Linked DNA regions of Hordeum vulgare: region 1 is linked to region 2. Evidence: chromatin contacts called from public Hi-C data. All regions are on one chromosome and are shown on one strand. The core of a region is the stretch at or near the end of the contact, and the rest is flanking DNA. Distances in the headings are between cores, read along the strand shown. Region 1 has its middle 120 kb from the start of LOC123406254. Region 2 holds the start of LOC123402309.

What was found. Hi-C and Micro-C count contacts between places; a contact is called where the count stands out from the background.
Region 1: a contact with region 2 is called in a Hi-C map of seedling, with 2.3 times the contacts expected there. The contact joins the enhancer-like site here to the promoter of LOC123402309 in region 2. A contact is called at or near these places in 3 of 6 Hi-C or Micro-C datasets (leaf and seedling).

The regions. Positions count from the first base shown.
Region 1 is chr6H:518,065,329-518,072,984 of MorexV3_pseudomolecules_assembly, forward strand. No RefSeq gene overlaps it. Among protein-coding and RNA genes, the nearest start is that of LOC123406254, 120 kb to the right of the region's middle. Within about 2 kb of position 2,238, at least 3 of the 3 cell types and tissues checked have open chromatin away from gene starts, as enhancers often do. A contact at or near this core is called in leaf and seedling, where this site is marked.
Region 2 is chr6H:517,885,779-517,893,496 of MorexV3_pseudomolecules_assembly, forward strand. It overlaps LOC123402309, which reads left to right and starts at 4,489. Exons shown (of 2, transcript XM_045096208.1): 1 at 4,489-5,229; 2 at 5,396-5,959. The coding sequence starts at 4,753. The coding sequence ends at 5,404. It overlaps LOC123402879 (DNA repair and recombination protein RAD54), which reads left to right. Exons shown (of 23, transcript XM_045096841.1): 23 at 2,654-3,201.

The DNA.
Region 1 (7,656 bases), core at 988-3,487, 180 kb after region 2:
ACAATTATCTTGCTATGAAACAACTTGTTACCGCTATATCAGTGCTTGCAGAAATTAGCTTATTGGAAACTTCTTGTCATTTCCTTTTGCTCCTCGTTGGGTTTCACACTCTTACTTATCGAAAGGACTACGATTGATCCCCTATTCTTGTGGGTCATCACCCGGTCATGGAAAATCAACCCAGGCGGGCGCCTCAAATGGGCCTCAAACGCTTGGGATGACTGACACCCCTCATATCTAGCCCAAATATGGGTGGGTATGGCGCGCCGGGGGGCGTCCGCCGCGTCGGACCCGGTCCACGTTGGCTCACCCGACCCCACATATATTCATCCTCATACGCCCGTTGGACCAAACCCTAGCCACTTTACTCTACTCCCCTCCATCACCCGAGCTCACCTCCGACGATCTCCGGCCCTCTTCGGCATGGCATGTATTGGATCTGACTCCGACTAGTCCGAATCCATCGATTGGGGTGTCATCTCGTGCGGGTTGGAGGAGTCAATGGTCATCCGCATTGCGCTCCGGCACTCCCGGGAAGACAACGCCCAACCGACGACAGGATTTGTCCTGCGCGACTCCATAGCATCGGCTCAATGGACGCTTGGATCCTCTGGGGATGGATCCTCGCGGCCTTCAAATCTATCCTTCCCATCACCGGTGGGAGGAGTATGAGTTCCATCGGAACCGGTGTGCCCGTCATGGGAATGAGAGGATAAGGGCCGCTGAGGCCCGACTCGTTGCCGATGTGGCGGTGACGGAGGCGGATGATGTGGCACCGCGGGAGTCCACAAAGGAGGAAGCCATCTCCGTCCGCATTGTGAAGAAGAGACAGGGGAGGAACATGCACGCCCTTGCTCGAGAGCAGAATCGGGCGATCCGTGAAATGGTCGGACTGCCATCAAAGGAGGACATCGACGGTGAGGACAACTCCGACCAGGAGCATATCCGTCTCAATTCGTATTGCATCTTCAAACGATACTTACGCGAGGAGGACGGCAATTACGCCGGAAAGAGCATGGGCAACTGAGGATGATCTTCATCATAATCAAACATGTCAAATTTTTATATTCCGTTGACATGTTGAATGTTACTAGCAGAAGGACCCGTGCGTTGCAACGGGAAAAAAATACCACACGCTCTTAGTTTATAAAAAATGGTCTATAGTCTGAAAATTTGTAGTTACGGTACAACCAAAGATGGTCTTACCCTACAAAAGTGCAGTTCAAGATTTCACATGTCTTTTATTTTAACACGGCTTGCAAGTAGATTTAATACGTACAAAGAAACAGGCAAATGACCTTCAATTTCTCCAATCCAGTAATGAATTATTTATTAAGATTGCATCCTAGATAGTACTTTTATTAAATGTGTAACAGATAAAATAACATCATATTCAATTTCTACATACTTTTCTAATCAAATTTTATATATAACATGTTAAATTCGGAGTTACGATTCAGGGCCTGTTTGGTTCCCAGCCACACTTTGCCAAGCCAAAATTTGGCAGCCATAGTTTAGTTGGCATATGTTTGGTTTTGTCACACTTTGTCTTGCCACACTTTATTGTCGCTATGGCCCATTTGTCATAGAGTCAATTTTTTTATCAACTTTTACCAAAGTTTGACGTTAACACTTTGTGGCTTGTCACACTTTAATGGCTTGCCACACGTTGACCGGCAAAATTAGTCTCCAATCAAACAAGCTCTTAGAAGATGACGGTGACGCAGGCAACATAGGATTCCTCTCCTAAATTTTATCGTTTCTCTAACCAGACGTCACTTTGTCGTTTCTCCTTGTAGCCGTAGGGGTCAAGATCAAAACGCCCTCGCCACGTTAGAAACAGACAGGGGATAAGATATACTACTACTAACAATAACGCTGGCCGACAGATACAGATCGGCCATGTTCAGCTTCTCATGCACGGAACATCAACTTGTTACTCGCAGCCAAGCGGTGACGGTGAAACGAAAACCAGAGCAGAGCAGATCCACAGGTGGCTTCCCTCTGACCAATGGAAGCTTTCGTGCGATCTGGTGATGTCACATGCGTCTCGCAACGCCGGACAAGAGTTCCGATCCACTGCAGATCGGGTTGGTTAAACTAGTCGAGTGGCGCTGTCCCCTCCGATCGACGAACCCCTCCTGCCGTAGCGCCGAATATTCTTCTGTGAGCCGCTCCCGTCCGGTCGTTGTTAGATTCCGGGCAAGCAAACCGTATATGCTCGGCGTAGCAGGCTGGAAAAACGAGGGCCAATGATGAGTAGAGTGGAGTAGAGCTGATTAAACATCAGCGACACTGACAGACACTGTGGAACATGGAGACAGCCTAAGACTACTCTGCATTTGACACCGGCTACTTGGCCTGCGGCGGAATTTGATAGTCTATCCGTTTGATGCTACACCCGAGAAAACATGCCAGGCAGTTAATGAAAATTCTGCATGCAGAAATCACACCGTGACACTGATATACCATTGACTAATGCAACTATGTGTCCTCTGTCAAATGGGCTGTGCACATGGACTGGAAGCTAGAGTACAGTACGGCAAGAACTGGGGGTGATTAACAGGCAGCAGCAGCGACACATAGGAGTATAATCCACCCATGCCTGATTTGACGGTTAATTGAAGAGACCGTCCTTCCCCTGCGACAGTAAAACTTCCCCAAGCTGCTGCCAAAAATTACAGTGGTAGTAACCAACCAACGGCACTGAGCAGTGAGCAGAGGATGGACGCTAGCTGCAGCCGGAACAGGGGCGGCAGGCAGGACAGGAGACTGTACTGGTACTGCAAGAGCAGAACGAACACCTGCAAAGAAGGGAAACTTACTGTGTTTCTATGGGCAGCAAGATCCTTCTCTTTTGGCACTTGCGGTGCCTGCATGCCGGGTGAATTATTAACCCACGCGTGCATCGCACGGTCCCCCGCCACCGTACGACGCGACGGAAGCCGACCGGCCAACGGCGTGATCGGGCGCGGGCATGGCGATGGCGGAACAGTGGCGGCGCACAGTTAATTGACGCACCGCATCGGCATGGGCTACCTGCCTCTGCTCTGCTCCAGCCGGCACCGGCCGGACGTACCCTGCCGGTGGTATTGATTCTTTGCTAGGCCGCTATTTAATTTGTTCTTTTCTTAGTACTCTTTTCTGCAGCTAGCTATAGGTACGCATATCCTTGGACGGACTGGGAAATGCGCTCGTCTTTTGCGCCCTATTCGTCGGGGGAATCCGATGCTTCGACTGGGAGAAGCGCTAGTGCTAGCCACGGTTTTAGCTGGGATGATGATCCTGGATGTCCGCTTTGGTTAGCTGCAGGTGGCTTGTAATCGTACTGACAACTGACTGATTCGGGTCAATGCAGCTAGCTAGCTAGCTCTTTGTACGTTTCCGCTCCGGTTTTCTGAGTCGTGCTTATCTTATCTTATCTTGGAACTGATGGGTCGAGTGACTTGTCCACTTCTGACTCTCCAGTAGAGGCGGGCAGTGGCAGGAACAGGTGTACAGAACCAAGTTTCTCCATGCATTGATGCATAGTCAGTCTCCAAGCAGGCACCCAACAGCAACAGGCAGGTGCTGTGTTGCTTTCCGCTGCCGACCGATCGATCGGCCTGCGCCTTCTTTTTACAGGAATCTTGACCGATGGATCGATCGATCAATCGGCTGCGCTCTATTCACAATCTGTCGACGGTCGGTCTTTTAATAGCATCTTTAACACACATCGTACAACGTCGATCCGTAAAACATGTTCAAAATTTGCAGAAAAACTACTTTGCAGGTCGACACAGGCGTGGACAAAATCAAAACCCCGTAAAGTGGACCTGTGAAAAAATATTCTTTGAATATAGCGATTTTAGCCTTTTTTTTTTCTTTCCATCATCCTCTTCCTCACGTCAATCTAATATCGGCACATACTGTAGGACAGGGCGGCCACCGACGAACGAACGGAAAAAGAAGACGCGGGGTGGCCGTTTGCGGACGAGCGATCGTTGGCACGCGGCGACCGGACTTCTCCGCGAGCTAGAGCTAGCTAGCCCAGATCTAGCTAGCTAGCGCCTTTAGAATGAATCGATTCAGCTAGAGCTAGCTAGCTAGCTACTAGTGTCCTTTGAATCGAATCGATTCAGCTTGCTAGCTCCTTCGTCAGGAGAGCCATAGACGGGCACGGCTAGCAGCGCGGGCGGACGGCCAGCGGGCGCAGCGGTCGGGGCGAACGATCGGCGCACGGACGGGAACGGAAGCAAGCCATGAAGGTTCTGATGGCAGTTGGACTCCTCTAACGGTCTTTCGTATATACAAGCCGTCCTCGGGCGTCCTCCGAATCCTTATTTTTACAGGTTTGGTGAGGATATTTTCAGTGCTCCTTAAAAACTTTTACAGATCGCGGTCCGATACGGATTCTGATCTGACAGTTTTTTTGGTGTGTACCCGTATTTTAGCGGTTATTTTATAGATCCAGACATTATATAGCGTGTGCTAGAGATGCTCTAACCGCGCTATCAGCCAACTGTCCATGTAAACATCTCAAGCTCTCCTCCCAGCAGTGACACAATACAAACACACGCATATATAATCAATCAGAGACTGTCAGACTGAACCATCCATGTCTTTAACACTTGAGACGTCAGTCACTACAGTCCACGGTGCCCCGTGCCCCCAGCCCGGCCAGTGTTGCTGTGCAGGGACAAGGAAAGAATCAGAAGCTGCAGACGCAGCCGCGACCACGCGTGCGTGCTGTCAGTTCACAGTTACTGGCAGACCTACCAGAGTACCAGCCCGCCGCTGTTCTGCCGCCCATGAATCGCGAGGAGGAAGCGGTCACGCGGGCGTGTGCCTGCGCGGCCGGCCCCGCGCACGTCCCCGTGACAGGCCACGGCGGCCATTTACGCGGGCGCGCGATGGGCTCCGCTGCTCTTCTTCGCACCGACGGGCAGGGGCGGCGGCTGGGTCGATCCAGCATTCATGGCTTTCATGCGCACGAGGCTTGGCTTGGCCGGCGCATGCGCGTGGTGGCCGGGGGTGCCGAACCGGGTGTAAATGGCTCACGGGCCGTTGGGATCTCCACACAACGGAACCGTGCGTACGCCCCCGTACGTGATTTTCACTCTACCGCCGAGATCGACGCGGCGGGGTTCCGTTCCGCGAGTTTACTGCCAGATGTGATTTCACGACACAATCGGCCGTCGACAAAGAGGATCACGGACAACCAACGTGTGGTTGGATGATTGGAGTAACGGTGATTCACTACGGTTGAGAACATCTACAACCGGAACTTAAATCCGGCCCCTTAAATGTACGTGGACGCGTCCGGTCACTGACCAGGCGTGTCCGTTTTAAGCCTTACTTTTTTATCTATGCAGTCATATCTCTTATATTTTTCCTCATATGTCCGATCATTTGCGCGTGATTGCTTGAGAAGAAGAGAGAGAAGGGAAAGAATGAATAAAGAAAAAGAAAAAATGATATGGATAGGGTCGCGTCCTACGTGATGGACTGTCCGCGCGTGCCCAAACGCGTCCGCGAGTCCTCATATCGTCTTCATATGTGAGATCGATATGTGGGGTGCCGACCAGTCCAGGTGTTGAGATGGGTATGAGGGGTCCGACTGGATCGTTTTTTGTGATCGATCAGTGGTCGGGCAGACTGCCCGGACGTTTGTGCGGGTTTGAGAGGTCCTATTATAGATGCTCTTAAGTCTTGGTGTTCGTATTATTTTTGAATTTATTTTAAGATTTTCAGCGATGCGTTTTCAGTAAAAGAAGACGTTTTCTTCGACAACGAGTTGCTTACGAGAACTTCGTAAATCTCAAGATGATATGTTAGCTTAGTCTTTTGGAGGTGCTCATAGAAATAGAATATGCATGTATGTGTTTATAAAGGTAAGTGTATACGTATATATATGAGCATTTTACGTCTATATTGTGTTAGAAAACCATAGAAGATCAGAGATAGTATTTGGGGTAAGGGGTAAATTACGATAAAACCACCATAACTATTGTAAGGGTTTTATACTGCCATTGCCTTTGTTTATTTCTTTCTTTTATTAAAAAGTTGCATGACATGCATTGCACGCAAACCATACCGATGACCCTTTAAAATGTTTTCGCAAATTTTCTGATTGGTGGAAACAGCGCCAGTGCCAGCACCAAAGCGATGATATAGATTCAAATGCATTAATTTCTTCAAAGTATCTTAACTTTGCAAAAATATGATTAGAACTAGGCTTGCAATAAAAAAACTTCTGGGGTCAGTTGACCTCACAGCTTACACATGAAATCGCCATGCGACGGAAGTCATTTATCGGTATTGATTTGCTAACTTGTATCACAAGTGGATAAATTCATTGAGGTGGGCATGAGTCCCACCTTTCAATTCTATCTTCTCCCCACATTTTATTACTCTTATTATCCCCGATCCAAAATCCTGACCTCCCCGCTTTTAACATGGGATCCTCCTTCTACCTCCATGGATTTCATCATCCGCCTCAACGCTCTGCCCCTCAAATTAATTCTTCACAAAACTACCCAAGGATGGGGTTGGGCCGCATACACATAGCTCGCAAATGCTTTATACTTTATAGGGTCATTAGTGTAATTTGCGATGTCCTGCCTTAGATATGAAAAAAATCAAAACATGTGCCAATATGAAACTCTTACCCTAATTATGGCAGTTTTATGTAATTTACTCTCGGCACAAAGGTATATGATTACCCGTTTTTGTAAAACTTGAGTCCGGTTATGTTGCTAGCTCCTTTTTAGACATGATAAGTAAACATATCAGCAAGACAAGACTTAAATTGTTAATCCGTGATGGCATCCACTCTGTCTAGGAGGCCTTCGACCAATAGCATATACCACACACAAATAAACTAAACATACTGGTGCCAATGAGTTTAGTTAGGCTACTAGTCGTACAATAATTAAAGCTGGTTTAGATTTTTATGTTTAATTCCATGCACGACTTCTTATTCCATAAACTAGAAGAAGCTCATGTACTACGAAGATAAAACCAAGTGCATTTCACATACCAAATAATAAAGTCATATGTATGCAAATGTGAAATCACAATAGTGTATGTTCTTTTGTGATCACTATATTGTACCAAGTAAAGAGCATGCATTTCCAACTTATTACAAAACCCAATTTGCACGACATGCTCATCCTTGGTTCAATTTTGTACTCAGGAAGTTTCTGCATATATACTTACCTAACAATACTCTAGAAACCAATATTATTATTTTTGTTGTAGGCTTTCGACCTCCATACCACTATATTTAGTTATCCTAAACACACACACACACACACACATACACACACACACACGCATACGCACAACTATGTATGCATACACAAGATTATTTCTGTAATTATAAAAAAATAGGTTGATAAAAGAAACTCTTATTTTATTATACAATTAAAATTTCGTAAAAAATAGTGAAGTATAAATTATATAATAAAATAATGTTATAACTAATACTTAGTAACAAACTATGTACATAATTCCAAAGTTAAGTTATATAAAATTGTACTCGCAAAATATATAATAGGGTAATACTAAGTTCAAATAGGTATAAGAGTTTGATATAAATATATATTGCAGTGATGGTCTCGATGTAAGATCGATGAAGAGATAGGATGCATAAAAAGATGATGTGTGTGCTCA
Region 2 (7,718 bases), core at 3,239-5,738:
AGAGATGTTTAGGCTGTAGCCGTTACCGTAATAAAAGTTCATGAATTTGTGAGATCTGCAGTATGCAAAGGAGACCAGCTGGGCAATTTGAGTGTTATTCTGACAAAAAAATCGGGCACTGGGTTGTTTGCTTTCACCTCCAGCTTTCTGTTATTTATGCCTTACCATGTGGGTGACAGCCAGACTCTCAAGTTTTTTTTTTTTTTTTGAAAGACACTCTCAAATTAGTGTAGTAAAAGCCTGGCATTTGCACTGTTGTGGTCACCCTCTTAGCATAGTCAAATCAAAGTACTCGTAGATCCAGCCTAGCGGCTATTTTAGTATCATCTTGATCAAGTGTAAACTGAAAAATGGAAATTCCTGCTTATACAGGGGCTCACATTTCTTCAATCTACTCAAAATAGAACTTCGCTGCAATATAAGCTGGACGTTTCCCCCAGAATGTCCATAATGTGATTTGTTGTATTTTGACATTAGAATTGCTACATGCATGCGATATGTAGCCAGAGAAAAAGGGTGGGTGGTCTTCACCTTTAGTTATTATAATTACAAGGAAATATATTCTGTTCTTTCCTTTTTTCTCGAGATCTGTAGGATTAAAGGTAGTGGGTTGAGTGTGTGTCACAATGAGGCTGGTCTTCATTCCCACCACTCACATGTGCAGTCACAAAAGTTAACACATTGCTGGAAGAAAAGAATTGGTGCTGTTCATGTGCTCACATGGGTTCTCTTGATCTTAAGAGCTTTGCTTATACTAAAACTTTGACCATTATGTGGTTAGGTTTTCAAGCAACTTAACAAAATGGAATGCACATGCTTTTCTCCCCATGAATGATCTGCTTTTTCCTAAAATGGTTCTTAATTCATCCGTAGCTAAAACGGAATTCTATTTATAATACATAATCTGCAGAAAATGCACATAATTTGAACTTTTGATTCCATGTTCTTACAGAACTCATGCGGAATCCTTTTTATCTAATGATATTGCTGTGGAAATTAGACCTCACCTCGAACTGTTGATTTAGATTAGATGGTCTAATATTTACAGCATAGAACTCTAGTTCTGTTGTCTTTGATATTACTGCATCACACCAATGTGAAGATCCTACTTCAACCCATCTAAGTATCTTATAGTAATGGGGACAAGTGTTAAATTCGATGACATTCTTAAGGGTCATTCTGAAATCTGTTAGAAAAGTTTCTCTTCCCTGGCATGTCATGTTTTATATCTTTCCTTGGCTGCTAAGGGGGGAGTGAGGTTAACATGATTAGATGGGTGCTTCAAAACTTTATGCTGTATTCGAGGCTGGGTGCACTCCAGATTAGGTTTCAGTGTCATATATTCAGCAGTAGGTTAACAGTTTTTTTCTTTGAAATCTCGGCCCCTTTTCCAGTGACATGGCACGTCATCCAACAACACAAGTAACCTAACTGAGGCTTAATCTGCTATCCTTTCTTATATGTGAGAGTTAATATATATAAAACGCCAGCACCCTGCTGGAGGTGGCTACTACGTCCAGTTCATAAAAAAACGTCCCTCTGGACATAAGCCTACTAAAACTTTTGAAACTTTGACTACAGATATCTTTTTAAATATTTAGCCTTGATACTTGGAAACCATACGTGCAGACTTGCCTCGAAAAGTACTAGCACAATATCAACTTTTGTTTGATTTTATTGATATGTTTGTAAACAGAAGTTAATGCTCCATGTTATGTGTCGGAGACCTGTCCAAAACGTTAGCTTTTCATGATCTGAATGTGGAGTATCTCGTTGCTGGTAATTTTGCCATTCCAGCAGCATGTTGCACTCCATCTATTAGCATGGACACTGTGAGGTGACCTGAGACTAGACGAGTGTTTAAAATGGTCCTGTTTCCACCAGGACACTATAGTCTGTGATTCAATAGAAATAGGACAGGCATTACTAAGGAACAAGAACTCCTTGACCGGTCCGCTGTGAGGTGACCTGGAGGAGGCACAGGACGGAGGAGCCGTATTATGATTGGTCATGGAGACGGAACCAAGGCGAGGAGGGAGAGGATCCTTTGGGATCACATGGTCCTGTTCTGAGAGGTCCATGTCGCCAGCTCACTCTGGCTAAATAACAAACCGGTCAAGTGTCGGTCAAACGATCTTGTTACCTACCTTCTCCCTCCCTCCCTCCCTCCTGCTGGTGCCCAACCGATCCCAATCCCGGACATCTTTAAGCATGTTTGCATTTTCTTTTGTTAATCTGGCATGTGCATGCGCACTTAACAATATCTGCCAGGCTATAGATGTTCCACTTCATCCTTTTTGTCGATAGGTATCGAGAAGTTTGCAGTTCGTAGAAATGTCACAGCTAGGATTGACGGTTCAAATTTTGGATAGGATTACAGTCGTAGTCGTTGCTTGGTGTGTTAGGCTTTGATTTCTAGCGTGCAACATTTTAACTGGATTTTAACTCCAGTGATATGGAGCCATGTAGACTCGTTAAGAATGCCAGCCTACCTGATTCTTTGCTTGGGCATTCGTACTCCATTCTGCCCTGAACATGGCTTACCCTGGCATCTGGTGACCTTACCATTAACGTTGCTTTCCCCTTGAACAGCACATATCTGTTCATTTGTTATGGAGATCGCTTTCTGTGCTCATCTGCTCTTCTTCTTCAGGTCGTCCACGCCAGGTCTTCCGCTGAGGCCGCTGGTCCCGAATCCACGGGGAAGAAAGCTACCACCGAACCTACGCCCCCGCCCCCGCCCCCGCACCGCACCGTAGGCCGTCGGACTCAGGCCGTACGGATTTTCTTGTTCCTCGGTATGCGCTTCATGAACAAAGCCTTACGATCCTCTTGTCTCGCATGATCCCCAACAGTTGCCACGCCAGTATGGCCCTGTGCCGTGTGGTGGATCATCATGTGTTCAATGAGGAAAAGGACTGTTGTCTGCGCCTTTGCTAATTCCCCCTGCAATTATGGATGGGTCTAATTTGTTCTACTCTACACTTGGAGGTTGGCATCCTTGCACCATACTCCTCGCAAACCCCACTATAATCATGCCCCTTGGCTCATTCGAAGAAATAATTATGCCCCTGCTCTCAATTATTTCATGCTGCTTGATGACACTACTGCTATATAATAATCGCAGACAAAACGTCGATTTCCCCTCGATGTATACCCTTTACTAAATGTATGTATATAACCAAAAATTTCCCCGTGCAATATTTTCCTTTGGTCATTAGTTTGGTTTCAAGTAAAAAACACCATCTTTCACGTGACGACATACATGTACTTACTGGTAGCTCTTGATCTGCAAATAAATCGCAAAGGGTTACGTGTCAAGCTCCGAGGCGAACCCAAGTGGCGTTGGTCGGTGTGGCAGGCAGACCTTGCCGCATCTGGGTCATGCACCTCACGTGCGCTTGCTTTCCCGGTGGTAAAAGGGCCGGGAATCAAGTGCGGTTGCGGCATGCCAGAATTCACTCTATCCAACCACCGTGCCGGGATTATGATAACAATGCCAATCACAAGCTGGACAATGACAGCCATTGTTTGACCGCGGCGAGGCCCCAAGACCGGCATTTGCCACACGTCCAAGCAACTAGCAGCGCGCATCCAAACGAGGAAGAATCGCTGCTGGGAGCACTGGCACTGGCACACCGACGCTCCTGAGATTCTTCTCCCCCCCCATGAGCGCCGCACGCACGCGTCCATGGTTCCCGATCCGTGTTGGGACTTGCGATCTATCGTCCCAAGATCGCATATCAACAAACGGCATTCTTCTTCTTCTTCTTATCCCGGGCCTGGAGCTGGCACAGAGAAACAAAATCAACAGTCCGTTCCAGAACGATCCCCGTGCTCTCTTTTTGTGTAATGAGAAAGGTTTGAACGGTTGTACTGTGGCATGCGGCCGGCGGTGATGCTGTGGTGATGGGGTTTTGTGACGGGTGCCCGTTGGAATTCAGAAGAAGCATCTTCGAGACTTCAACTGGGTTTCAAGTTTCGGGTGCCTTCACTCGAGAGTCAAGTTTCAGGTGATGACAGATATAAGTGGCTAGTCTCCAAACCATAACTACAAAAAGTGAAAAAGCCATGACCAACCCTTACGTTTCATATGGTTCGAGTAAACCCACATGCCCGCATACGTATGGCCATGCCGACATTGTTGTACTCATATACTCCCTTCGTTTTTACATATAAGACCTTTTAGATATTTTATTATGGACTACATACGAAGCAAAATGAGCGAATTTATACTTTAAAATATGTCTATATACATTTATATGTAGTTCATAGTGGAATCTTAAGAAGGTCTTATACTTAGGAACGGAGGGAGTACTTCCAAAAAAATTCTAGGGAAAAGTACCACTTCCTCCGATCTGAATTAACTGACGCAACCTGTGTATGTATCGGAGGGAGTACTGTATATATTTCACCTATATGGCTCTAATCCATTGTTCACCGGTGGAGAAAGAAAACAGCTCGCCATGCATCTCAATCATCACCGTTTACTACAGGCGGTGCCAAACAATTGCAGCGCACATCTACCCAAAAGCTTCATCCCAAGCAGCCCCCCTCTCCTCTCATCTCTATAAAACCCATCCAAATCCACCATCACCTCCACACTCAGTGACCCGTAACAGTGCCCCGTTTCTTCAGCTCGCACGCCGAGACCAGACACCACCACCATCACCACCTTTTAAAAGCCTCGCCACGCATCAGCCAAGCTATCCCACGACGATCGAGCTAATTAATCTAGCTAGCGCGCGAGCCATGGCATGCGTTAACATGTACAACCCGGACGGCGGCGCGGTGGCGTTCGGCGGCGGGCAGCCGGGCCCGCGCATCTCCTTCTCCAGCGACTTCTCCATGGAGCCGCCGCCGCCGGTGCAGAACCGGGCCATGGGCCTGCGGTGCCAGGAGGAGGACCAGAACTTCGAGTTCTCCGTCGGCAGCCACCCCATGATGGCCGCCGACCAGCTCTTCTCCAAGGGCAGGATCCTCCCCTTCAAGGTCGAGGGCGGCCGCGCTCCCTCCACGCTCCGCGACGAGCTCCGTGGTAGCGCCGACGAGGAGAGGGCGTCCACGCCCAAGGGGTCCAGCCGGTGGAGGGAGATGCTCGGCCTCCGGAAGTCGCTATGCGTCGGCGGCGGCGTCGCCAACAATGCCGCCGCGGCCAAGAAGGGCGACAAGGTCGTCGCCGTGGACGCCGACGCCAAGATAGCCACCGACATGGCCGCGTCCAAGCAGGTCCGTCCGCTGGTCATCTCCATGTAGTAGCAATCTTTGCAGTCCACGTTAGCCACGTAGTAGTACATCATCATAGTACTACTACTAGTACGCAATTATTGAATTGTTAAGAGCTGTTGGATGAAGTGATGTGTTGTCTCATTACAGATCCTTTGACCCATTGCAGGAGCTATGAGAGGTGACCGGCCGATGGGGACTACGGCGACATGACGAAACCCTTCTTCTTCCTCGCCATCGCTCGCACCATGTTCACCGGTCTTCTCTCATCGCGCTCGTCAGTCGTTTTGGGTGGCCTGATTGCGTGTGTGCTAGCTAGCCACTGTAGATGGCCAGTGTCCATGTCCATGTGTGTGCATGTGTTGAAGAGCAAACAATTCTGTAATTTCACTTCTTTTTTCCTTCTTCTTATCTCACAAGTGATCCGCTCTCGATCCCTAGCCAGCTAGCTAGCAGCAGCTGTCCACTGCCACTAGATCCCCATGCATCACCTCACACTTCTTTCTCTTCTTCTTCTTCTTCTTCTTCCAAGCTTTGTTTTTTTCCTCCACCACCATCTCGCTCTGCCTGCCCATGGCGGCCTGTACATAATGCTTGTGCGTAGATGGGGGATTTATGGTGCAATGATTAGCCTTTGCCAGACGGCCAGATCTGTGGCGACACGAGCTGAGCCTCTGCTGGCCTCTGTTGTTGTAGGGATCATGCACGCAACAGTGCGCTCCTTTGTCACCTTGCTCCGCTGTGCATCACATGCATGCTTCCTTCCTCCTCCTTCGTCAGTTCGTCTATACACGATGTGCTCCGCCGCATGTGGGTTTATATATAAAGGCAGACAGGCGCCACAGAGCCGGCGCGTGCGATCGAGAGAGAGAGAGACGAAGATCGACGAAGGGTGGGTGTGGCTGGCTCCCCCGACAAGTCATCTGCACTGGATGCGTAAGTCCTCCCCATGGCCGGCTAGATCGGCGTTAGCACTAGTGATCTTATTGTATTGGTCCGTGAGCAAATGGTGCCCGGCTTTGCACTTTGCAGGAGAAAATCAATGGTGGGGCGGCTATGCTAACGTTGCTTTAGCGCATTCCGTGGGTGCACTGTCTCCCCCGTAGGCTGGCAGCCGGCGGTCGTAGTGGGATTGTTTAAGAGGATAATAATGGGATAAGCAAGCACCACGTACAAGGTCCGTGGAATCAATTGGTGGCGATCGTCGTCGGTCATCATCTTTGAAGATGCATGTTTCTTCCGACGATTTGTGGCACAACTCCTGGTGAAGCCGAGCTGTTTCCTCTGAATCATTTTGCTTTTCTCAACAAGCCATCAAAGGTGCTGGGAGACTAGTGAGTCAGAAACAATGATCGATCCACGGGTTGGTTTGAAGACAAAAGAGGCCGTTTGTTTTTGCCTTTGATTTGACCACGCACTTTGTAACACGGGGATTGATTGCATTAGGGACAGCCATGACATCTTGATTAATTAGATCCCCACAAATACAAAACTGTTCCCATCTTGAGTGCTCAGGTCGGCATGACCTATGCAGCTATGCCCAACCAGCATGTCAAGATCACGGCCAGTTCTTTTGAGGTGATTCTCGACAATCGCGTACGGAGAATCAACAATAGGAAAAGAACTCGATTTGGTTATCCAAAACCGCCTCAAAATGTTACAAGCGGTAGTGCAATGAAAAATCACCTACGAACCATAATTCTCACCTTTTCTTTTACACACGGCACGATCAAAAATCACTCACATATAAAAGTATACACTCACCCCTATAAATGTTAACACACACATTCTATCCCTATAATCACCTCCGAGACGTCATAGCATCTTGAGATTTTAAGAATTCACTACACACGTCTTGTAGTCGACGGAAACGTCTTCTCCCACTGAACGAACATCGCCGAAAACTTGAAATAAATTCAGGAATAATGCAAGCACCAATGTCAAGTCTAGAACTTGAACACTGATGGATTGGGCGTACCACCGTCCTCATATAACCATCCAATCACAGATTGATTCACATAAGACAACCCATAATGGGAGTAACTTCAGCAGTAACATAAGGTCCAATTCAGTAAATTTGCTTATGTGACAATGATTTAATGAGGAAAGCGATGAATCGAGTAACATAAGTAGTTGTTCATGCTATGAGTAACATCACACATACCAAGACCAAATGAATCTATAAGCTAATAAATAAAATGTTGCATGACATCATACATTTATTACTCCCCACTATGGAGGTAGTAACATAGACTAGTAACATATGCATGTTACTAGTCAAAGTAACTCCTCACTATGAGTAGTCTAATTCTCACGATTCTCGTAGCTCCTGCAAAATAAAACGTTTCAAGTTTTGTGACTATCCCTATTTGAGAGTTGAATTACACGTAAAATGCCACTCGGTCCAGTAAGGAGAGCATGTTCGACCGCCCCTTTTCTTTGTCGCTCACTTCATCCTCCATTCTACCACCCCCGACGCGATAGGGTTCATC